3 separate regions of the Mus musculus genome follow, and regions 2 and 3 are each linked to region 1. Evidence: chromatin contacts called from public HiChIP or PLAC-seq data. All regions are on one chromosome and are shown on one strand. Each heading gives the region's core, a stretch centred on a gene start, on an enhancer-like site or on the middle of the called end of the contact. The rest is flanking DNA. Distances are from core to core; before and after follow the strand shown.

Region 1 (2,906 bases), core at 136-2,635:
TGGTCTACAGAGTGAGTTCCAGGACAGCCAAGGCTACACAGAGAAAACCTGACTCAAAAAAATACACAAACAAACAAACAAATAAAAAACCTGAAGGGATATAGTTTACATCATTCTGTGCTTACGTGTAAATGTATAATACCAGTCTCATACCGAAAGGAGGTGGCAATATGCGGCTAAGTTCACATTTTCAGGATCAACTGCACCCTTTCTCCTGTTTCAAACAACTTAATTAAAAGCACATCACTGATCTCTAAATTGTTCCTTAACTCTAGTGAACACCGCTCTTCGAAAGACCTTGCCCAATTACTGCCTCTATAGGTAGAGTTGTGATCATTATAAAGATTATCTCTTTAAATAACTGTTCTTGAACTTTTCCACAATCCGCTTCAAACTAAGCAGTAGTGACATTAGCCACACTGTAAAAGTAGCAGTTTCGGGGGTTATGAAGCAACACTTTGCATTAACACATTTAACCAGAAAACAAGTATCCAGTAAGTAGGCAGGGCTATTTACAGAGACGCAAGGATCACAGCTTTGTTAGGAGTCTATCCAAAGGAGAGATAACTTCCTTTTTTCAAACACTCAAACATCCACGTGAGTCCCTTCTGGCTTTGGGCCTTTAAAACTGCTCGCCCTTCAGCTCCGGGGCAGAACTACACTCAGCCACTGATCTCCCCTGACTTCCTGGTACTAAAAGCTACAACCACGAGGCTGTTTCGTCAGTTTGTTTTAAAACAATACTTCTTCCATTCACCGCGTTGCAAGGAGGGAGTGGGGGGTGCGCTTCCCTAGCTGGGGAGCCGCTGCCAGGGCAGGGAGCCGTACCTCCAAACAAGTGCGGGGAGAGGTGGGCCGGGAGCGAGCCGATCACCAGACGCGGCCCGCCAGGGCCCCCGCCCGCCGGCCGGTCCCGGTCCCTAGCGCCGACGCTGTCCTCTGGGCTGCTGTGCACTGAGTCCTGTGAGCCGTACGGGCCGCCGCCGCCGCCAGCGCTGGGGATGCTGAAGGCCGACTGCGCCGCGCGGCCGCCCGACGCGCTGCCCACCGCCCCGCCGAGCGAGCGGCTACGGGGCGCTGCCGGGGCCGAGGCCGCCGCCGCCGCTGCAGCCGCCGCGCCGGCCGAGGCGCTGGGCTGCTGCGCGCCGGACACCGGGGCCGCGAAACGGGCCGCCCGAGCGCCGTCCGCCCCGCCGCCGCCGCTGCCGGTCCCGGAGGGCAGGTCCGAGCCCGAGTAGGCACGGGTGCGGCCGTTGGCGGCGGGGCCGCTCTGCTTGGCGCCCATGTCCGCGCCGCCCCGGGCCGCGAGCGAGCGAGCGAGCGAGCAAGCGAGAGAGGCGGGACGCAGCTCGCGGCTGCCGCTCAGGTAGCCGTGCGGACGCGGTCGCTGCCGGGCCGCCGCGACGGGCCGCTGCCGCTTGCTGCCGCGCTTCGCGGCCTCCGCACCGCCTCCTCCCGGGCGGCCGCTGTCACCGCCGCCATCCTCCGGCTCCCCGGCGGCTCGGAGAGTGGGAGGCGCCCGGCCGGATTGGGGGCCGCCTCCCTGCGCGCCAGCCGCTTGCAACGGGAAAGAGGAACGGGCGGCGCGCGCCCCGGCAACCGTCGCCTCGCGGCCGGCACTGGAGGAGCGGCGGCCGAATCGAGGCAAAGCGCAGAGATTGGGTCCCGCTGCTCTAGCTCTGCCCTACAACTAGGCCGACCCGCCCAGGCCCCGCCCAGCATGTGGTGATGGACAGACCGGTGGCTCCGCCCTCCAGGAGACTCCCCCACCACCAATCAGAAGGCGGCCCCTCCTGCCGCACGTGGCCTGTGAGCGCTGAAGAAAACCAAGTGCACCTTTTCCTGGCTAGGGCGTTCGTGGCAGTATCCCGTGTCTGGAGCTTTGAGTGGGTAGATAATGACCTTCGTTGGTATTGTATACACTGATTAAGCAAACAACAGTCTCAGCAATGAAGACGATTTAAAACAAAAAACAGTACAGGAGCGAAGGACAGAACGAAACAAGGGGAAGGCTGAAGCCAACTTGATCAGAATTATGCTAGGGGAAGGGAAGAGCAAAAAATTGGAAGAACGAACGATAATCCAGCTTGACCTTCAAAGGCAGAGCAAAAACTGAGGTGCAGAGACTATCTTCTCCCGAGATCCAGCCTTCGGGCCTAACACCAAGCCAAATTATGCAGGCTGTAAATTGTTTTACCTTTTTGGACTTTAGCTTCCTTGCCCAGAATGTTTGAGTTAAATCTCCAGAGCGATAGTAGCTTTAAAATCTTGTGGGTTTCTCTAAATGGAACTTAACAGGATTCTAAATGCCTTCCTGTGTGTGGTGCTTGGTCTAGCAGGCTCTGACCCTCCCATTTGGCGGGTACTGGTAGCATTGTCTATGTGCAAGTGTGTTTGTACAAACTGCAAAAATGCACTGTCGCTGTTTTACGCTTTTGTATTTGTGGTGAGTCATTTAAGTAGTGATTCTAGACATTCTTTCAGAAGATAAGGGAATGGAGGGTTGTTTGTTTGTTTGTTTGTTTGTTTTTAATTTGTGTGTGTGTGTGTATAAATGTTTTGCCTGCATGTAAGTTCCCCACGTGTGCCTGGTGCCCAGACTGAAGATCAGACGAAGGTATTCAATCCCTTGGAACTGTAGTTATAGTTAGATGTCACATGGCTGTGCAGGGAATCAAACCCAGTTCCTCTGCAAGAACAGCTAGTGCTCCTAACCGCTGAGCCATCGCTTCAGCCACAAGTTGGACTTTGTAAATAGGAGAAATGAGGCTTTATGAACAGGCTGGCCTGTAGTGCCCAGCTTCTGGAGAGAATGAATCGTGAGGATCACTTGAACCTTAGAATTCAAGGTCAGCCTAAGAAACAGCAAAAACCAGTCTCAATGAGAAGAGGGAGAAAGAAAGAAG
Region 2 (2,906 bases), core at 125-2,624, 50 kb after region 1:
ACTCTCTGGCCTATTTGCCTCCAGGGAGGCTGAGCCCTTCCCAAAACTGAGTTCCTGAATTTTCTGATTTGGAGTGCAGTCTCCGGGTCAGTGAATCACAGATCATGCAGTTGGATAAGAGAGTGCCCATCCTCCCTCCATCCCGAGCTGCTGCTGTAACTCTAACAAGGCCAGTTAGAAGTCAAGTTCCTCTGGCTTCCTGGAAAACAAACAGAAATGCAATTTAGCTGTAGCAGAGTTCCTGACAGCCCTAAGATTTCACCGGACTTGAAGCCTGGTGCATGTGTTTACATGGACAATTCATTGGGAAACCTGGGGGGGGGGGGGGGGCGCCAGCTCCAGCTTGTGAGATTCATCTCCCATTGGCAATGACAACCAATGGCTGGGGATGAAGGCATGACCCAGGCCATCCACTGTCACAATCAATGAAAGTAACAGGAAAGGATTTTAGAAACACCCAATGCTCGGTCACTGCTGTTGTTGCTACCGTGGCTCGCCAGCCAAAGGAGAGAAGGGGAAAGACTGGTTCTGCCCAGGTAGCTGCTCTTACAACAGCCTCCTTCACTCTGAGCAGTCCACCCGCAGTTCAACCTCCGAGACCTGGCTGTGATCACTGAAGAGGTGAAGACAAGAAGATGAGATCCACCCAAGGAAACACTGCAGAGTTGAAACATTTTAGTTATCTGGACATCCTTTCCTTATCTTCTTTCAGCTCCTTATATAGCCAAGTGAACCAAATACCTCTGATTGGGATCTCCTTAGAGACAAGAATGATCTCCCCCCCCCCCCCCCGCCCCGCCCCACCCCACCCTGCAGGCTCTTTAGGATTTTCTCTACTACTGTTTTCTTCTCCCTCCACAGAGGAGGGGAAAGGAGAGGTTATTTCAGACTTAGTTGAAAAGAATGCCAAAATTTTTATTTTGCAAGCAAATCTAAGGATCACATAGCAAAAGCTAAGATTCAGGATGCTGTGAAAAGAAGACATCTAGACAAGAGATATTTACATGCTGCTAGTCACATTGGTACCTCCAGCAGCTGGTCAAACTGTTCCACCTACTTTCGGGGACAGGCCTTGAGAAGGCACATAAAAAAAACGAACAGTGAGCGCTTCAAGTCGGTTAGTCATAGGATTTCAGCTCCTGCCACTGGCCCAGCAAGGGCAGGATCCAGCAATATTCTGTTTTCTAGAATCTTTCCTTGTAAGACTTCCAGTGCTCTGATGGAGTTAAGCAAATAGAGGCCAGGGCAATCTGCTACCACCTTCCAGATCTCATAAAGACAAATAAAACTATTTTGTTGTTCTTTCTGTGGCTTCCTACCCACATGTGAGAGACTATGTTAAACATGGGAGGTACCTTTTTTGCAGCTTCCTGCCCTCTTATCCTCTCAAGCAACATCGAGGTCTGTGATCTAGACTAAGTTCCTACATTCAGACCCAACACACAAGGAAAAGCATCAAAATGGAGTTTCTTGTGCTGAAGTTCATATCACCAAGTGCATGTCTTTGTGAAGCTGTTGGGTCCTTGGGAATGAGTTACAGACAGGTGTGAGCTACCATGTGGGTGCTGGGAATTGAGCCTAGGTCCTCTGGAAGAACAGTCAGTGCTCTTCACCACTGAGTCATCTCTCCAGCCCCTCACTTGGGATATTTTTTCCCTAGCTCTGTCTAACTCCCATATTTGAACAAAAATTTCAGCATACTCAGAATTACATATCTACAGTTTTCCTCTGCTCAGACACCAAACACGTTTCTTGATACTATTTTATAGCTGTTTGCAGTATCCCTAGTAATGTATCGCCACAGATTATTCTACCACCCCACCACACACCCAGACATTATCTTATTGGAATGTCTTATTCTGCAGTAGATCACGTTCACTTTCCAAATAGCTATACTAAAATATAACTGGTACACAATAATTCTGCAAATTCAAACATTCAGTTTGACAAGTTTAATGTATAATGTGTATGTGTGTGTATGTGTAGACCCCAGACACCATCACTACAATCAAGATAAAAACGCTCCTATACCTTACCTTCTATCCTCTACACACACTTCCTCCTTCTTCAGCTCTCACCTGCCTCTCGTGGTCACATTTGTTTGATAGATGTTATCTGGACCCCAGTTGTCTTGCACAGGAATTCATAGACTTACAGTGACAGAATGTGATGAGTTTCATTTTATACCATTTCAGACCTAAGCCTTAGAAAGCACACAAGTACCTCCTCACTCTCTCTCTCTCTTCCTACCCCTTCCATTTTCTACTTTTCTTTCTTTTTCCTTTCTTTTTTTCCAGTGCTGGGAATGGAACCCAGAACTCTATCTCCTCAGAGTGACAACGCAGCCCATGCTAACAGTGTCTGCTTGTGTGTTGGATTGTTTCCTCTCAGAACCTCACTGCCATGCCATGAGGAAGCCCAGACAGACAAATAAATGGAGAAGACTGGGTGAGGACTCAGGCCCCTAACTAATAGCCCCAGATGAGCTTTGGGCAGTGGCAGCACCCATGGCTAGCTATTTGGATCGACTGGCATCTTGCTGCTTCAGTTAACACCAAGAATTAAGCCCAAGAACTGTTCTGGCAGCCCACAGATCCCAGGGAATCAACCATTATAGTTTATGTCACTAAGTTTTAGTGTGGTTTGTTGTGTGATCATTAGTAAGTGAAACAAACGGAGAATAGAAGCAATTGCTGTTAGGATAGATTCTTAACTCTGTGCTGCTTTCTTTTTGCTTTCTTCATATCTAACCTTTTTCTCCTTCCTTCCTTCCTTCCTTCCTTCCTTCCTTCCTTCCTTCCTTCCTTCCTTCCTAGGGAGCAAACCCAGGGCCTAATGAGTGGTGGGCAAGCAATCTACCTGAGGTGTGATCCACCCTAGAGCTGAACTTGACAAGGTCCACTGTC
Region 3 (2,906 bases), core at 131-2,630, 33 kb before region 1:
GCTGTGTCCCCAACAAAGCCATTGATATCACAGGAACCTAGTGGGGTAATGGGTAAGTCTGTCATTTTAAATGACACAAAGGCCAATTACAGTACAATTTATCCTTCTACCTGCCAGTGGGTTTATGCTTCAAAAGAAGACTGCTTTTGCCCTTTCAAGGTTGTTGTGTCAGCTCCTAGCCTGACCAACACTCTAAACCAGTTAGAAGCACCCCCCCATCCCACCCCCCCCCCCCTGCAGTGAACGAAGTTGCTTTTGGTTTACTTCAGACTTTGGGGGGTCCTTTCCTCATTACCTGCTCACCCGTGAGCCCAACAGCCTCCATATTCACTCTATGTGACATCACTGCTGCTATGTACATCTTCTCTCTCAAGTGTGATACCCTCTGTGAGGCAGAAGTTATACATCCTTATATATTCTGTGTATATATTCTATTCCCAATTCCTCTCCCACCTAGACCTACAGACAACACTGAATACCTAAACCACCTTAGCTTCAATTCTACAGAGGGAATAGCAGCAAAATTAAGAAGCAGAACAAAGAACTCTAATTATGGCTAATCATAATCACAAGCAGTCAAGTCCTAAACCGCTCATGATTTTCCAAATTTATTTATAAAGAAAAACTGTTTCAAACATACTAAAATTAACCACTTTCTGTAAGCAAACAAGTTTTATAATACACAGCTAAAGTTCTGAAGTCTAACCTGAGAAGACAGCCATTTCAGCTGCTAGGGAGACCTATTAAATGGTAGGCATGTATAGGATTAACTGCTAGGAAAAAATTCTCCTAGAAATACAAGATAAACAACCTCCTAAGCCAGGACAAGACACAGATCGCCTACCCTGACTTTCTAATAAGAATAACTTCAGCTCAAGAGGTCAATGGAGAAAACAGCAAATGAAATCCCCAGCACTGAACCCTACTTCTATTAAGAGCAAAATATGTGAAATGAAAGCACCAGACCAGGGAAGAGCACAATGTAGCAAAATACATTCCAAAACAAGGTTGCTTGCTACATTGTAACCTTGTTCAACAAGTGCTTTATAGTCTAAAGACAAGATTCTCTAATGAATCATCCAAAGTAATCCTGAAGGAACATACATAACTCATGTCAACAGAGATCACTGCATAGCAGAGATTCTTGGAAATGTATTTCACATGGGTCCAAGTTTTAAGCCCATTAAGGAAAGTCAATGTTTTCTATTGTCTGCCTGTGTCTGATAAGTCTTTGTTCATTTTTTTCCGGTAGTCTTTACAAAATCATTACTTTTGAAGATAATGGAAACAGGAAATGAATGAAGCAAGGTTTAGGTGACCTATTTTGTGTAGTCCAAAAGTCATTAATACTACTTTGGACACAAAGTAATAAGCATTCAAATATCTGAGTGAAAGGTCATCCAAAGATTTGCTGGTTGTTTAGACTGAAGGATACAGAAAGGATTCACTAAATGTCTTACAATAGCTTTTAAAAACAATTAAGCCTTCCAGTTTTCTGTAAGTTTCTGTTTTTAAACAACAATCACCCCCACCCTCCCCCCACCCTCCCCCACCCTCCCCCACCCTCCTACTTCCTGAGAACAAAGCCACAGCAGAGGAGCAGACACTCTCCAGCTTTACCCAGTGCACACACCTTCAGTGCAGTCCAAAAGACGCTACAGTAAACCACTCCCACTTCATGCTCAAGGTTGTGAGGCTGGAAACGGTCCTACAGGAGCATCCAATCTCCTTTTATAGAGAAAAGCCAATGCAGTAAGAATTCTACCCTTTGCTTATTTACAATTTATACTTAAACAACACTCTCTTAGTCTATCCTCACCCTCAGTGCCAAACAGTCACTGGGCTCAGTCAATCAAGATGATCATATTTGTGACTTCCCCCTAACCTGTGTATGCACGCCTGTCTGTCTCTGTCTGTCTCTGTCTTGCCTCTGTCTCTGTCTCTGTCTCTGTCTCTGTCTCTCTCTCTCTCTCTCTCTCTCTGTGTGTGTGTGTGTGTGTGTGTGTGTGTGAAGCCTAGAGATCTGGAAGCTAGAATGACTATAAAACCTCAGGAGTGGGTCATCCTCATGGATGCTCTTTGTGTAGAGAAAAACTGATATTGAAAACCACAGGTGACTAGAAAGCAATGCTGCCTGACCAACACAGAAAATGAAGAGTGGGATTTCTTCTTTATTTCTAATCTGTGAGTGAATTTATGTATCTTACAAAAAAATGTCCAGTAAAATGCAATTGCTCTCATCAACCAAACAACAGAAAAGGGGAACAGAAACAAAGGTGAGGTGGAATGGTTGAAAAGTTGGGGACAGGCCAGTTCCATGAGAATCAAATCAAACCCCAGGAGGTAATGCAAACATTTTTGGTAAAGTACCCAGTAAGGAAACAAAGATCAATGCCTCAAAATGGCCCCCCATAACTAGTAATGAAGGGCAGTGAGACAGGGACAGGATGATCACTAAAGGAAAACAAACGAAACAACAATTCAGGAAATGCTTTGAGTGTTTCCACCCACTGCAGCGGTTTACGTTCTGGAAATCTGTTCAAGAGTTTGGCTGTGTTGAGAAGTAGTAGACATTTTAAGGGGTGGGGCCTAGTATGCATGTAATTCTCAAAGGACTGTACCAGTTTCTGCAAGAACAAATGTATTAATTAGTCCTTGACTCCCTGTAGGCTCCTGCCTTGCCCAGGGATGTTGATACAGGCTCCTCCCATTGTGGTACAACCATTAAGAGACCTTCGCCAAAGGCAAACTTGATGGAGCCTTCAGACTCTTGGATATATAGCCCTCCAAACTGGTCTACACAACATTTTCCTCTTCTTTAGAATGTACCAATTTTTTGTTACAGGACTCAGGCAACAAGAACATGTGCAAAAGAGGTCACATGCCAAGATAGAAAGTCAGAACAT

What was found. HiChIP or PLAC-seq counts read pairs in DNA pulled down with a chosen protein or histone mark.
Region 2: a contact with region 1 is called in a BATF HiChIP or PLAC-seq map of CD8 T cells, with 15 read pairs. The contact joins the enhancer-like site here to the promoter of Znrf2 in region 1. A contact is called at or near these places in 8 of 39 promoter capture datasets (the 3T3-L1 cell line, the C10 cell line, hippocampal neurons and 3 more), 1 of 15 datasets of contacts at CTCF or cohesin (CD8 T cells), 43 of 484 Hi-C or Micro-C datasets (B cells, CD4 T cells, CD8 T cells and 23 more), 16 of 115 datasets of contacts at active chromatin or transcription factors (CD8 T cells, the HPC-7 cell line, the SCID.adh cell line and 10 more) and 2 of 9 other capture datasets (adipose tissue and liver).
Region 3: a contact with region 1 is called in an H3K4me3 HiChIP or PLAC-seq map of the SCID.adh cell line, with 53 read pairs. The contact joins the enhancer-like site here to the promoter of Znrf2 in region 1. A contact is called at or near these places in 4 of 39 promoter capture datasets (the C10 cell line, the HPC-7 cell line and macrophages), 2 of 15 datasets of contacts at CTCF or cohesin (the G1E-ER4 cell line and the NIH/3T3 cell line), 34 of 484 Hi-C or Micro-C datasets (the Ba/F3 cell line, CD4 T cells, CD8 T cells and 15 more), 19 of 115 datasets of contacts at active chromatin or transcription factors (CD4 single positive thymocytes, CD8 T cells, the HPC-7 cell line and 9 more) and 3 of 9 other capture datasets (adipose tissue, liver and pancreatic islet).

What each region holds. Positions count from the first base shown.
Region 1 is chr6:54,815,395-54,818,300 of GRCm38.p6, reverse strand. Znrf2 (zinc and ring finger 2) reads right to left here and starts at 1,385. Exons shown (of 5, transcript NM_199143.2): 1 at 829-1,385. The coding sequence starts at 1,285.
Region 2 is chr6:54,765,104-54,768,009 of GRCm38.p6, reverse strand. No RefSeq gene overlaps it. Among named protein-coding and RNA genes, the nearest start is that of Znrf2, 50 kb to the left of the region's middle. Within about 2 kb of position 1,374, at least 50 of the 459 cell types and tissues checked have an H3K27ac peak or open chromatin away from gene starts, as enhancers often do. A contact at or near this core is called in CD8 T cells, the SCID.adh cell line, double positive thymocytes and 7 more, where this site is marked.
Region 3 is chr6:54,848,340-54,851,245 of GRCm38.p6, reverse strand. All of the region lies in intron 1 of Znrf2 (zinc and ring finger 2), which reads right to left. Among named protein-coding and RNA genes, the nearest start is that of Znrf2, 33 kb to the right of the region's middle. Within about 2 kb of position 1,380, at least 73 of the 459 cell types and tissues checked have an H3K27ac peak or open chromatin away from gene starts, as enhancers often do. A contact at or near this core is called in the Ba/F3 cell line, CD4 single positive thymocytes, CD8 T cells and 12 more, where this site is marked.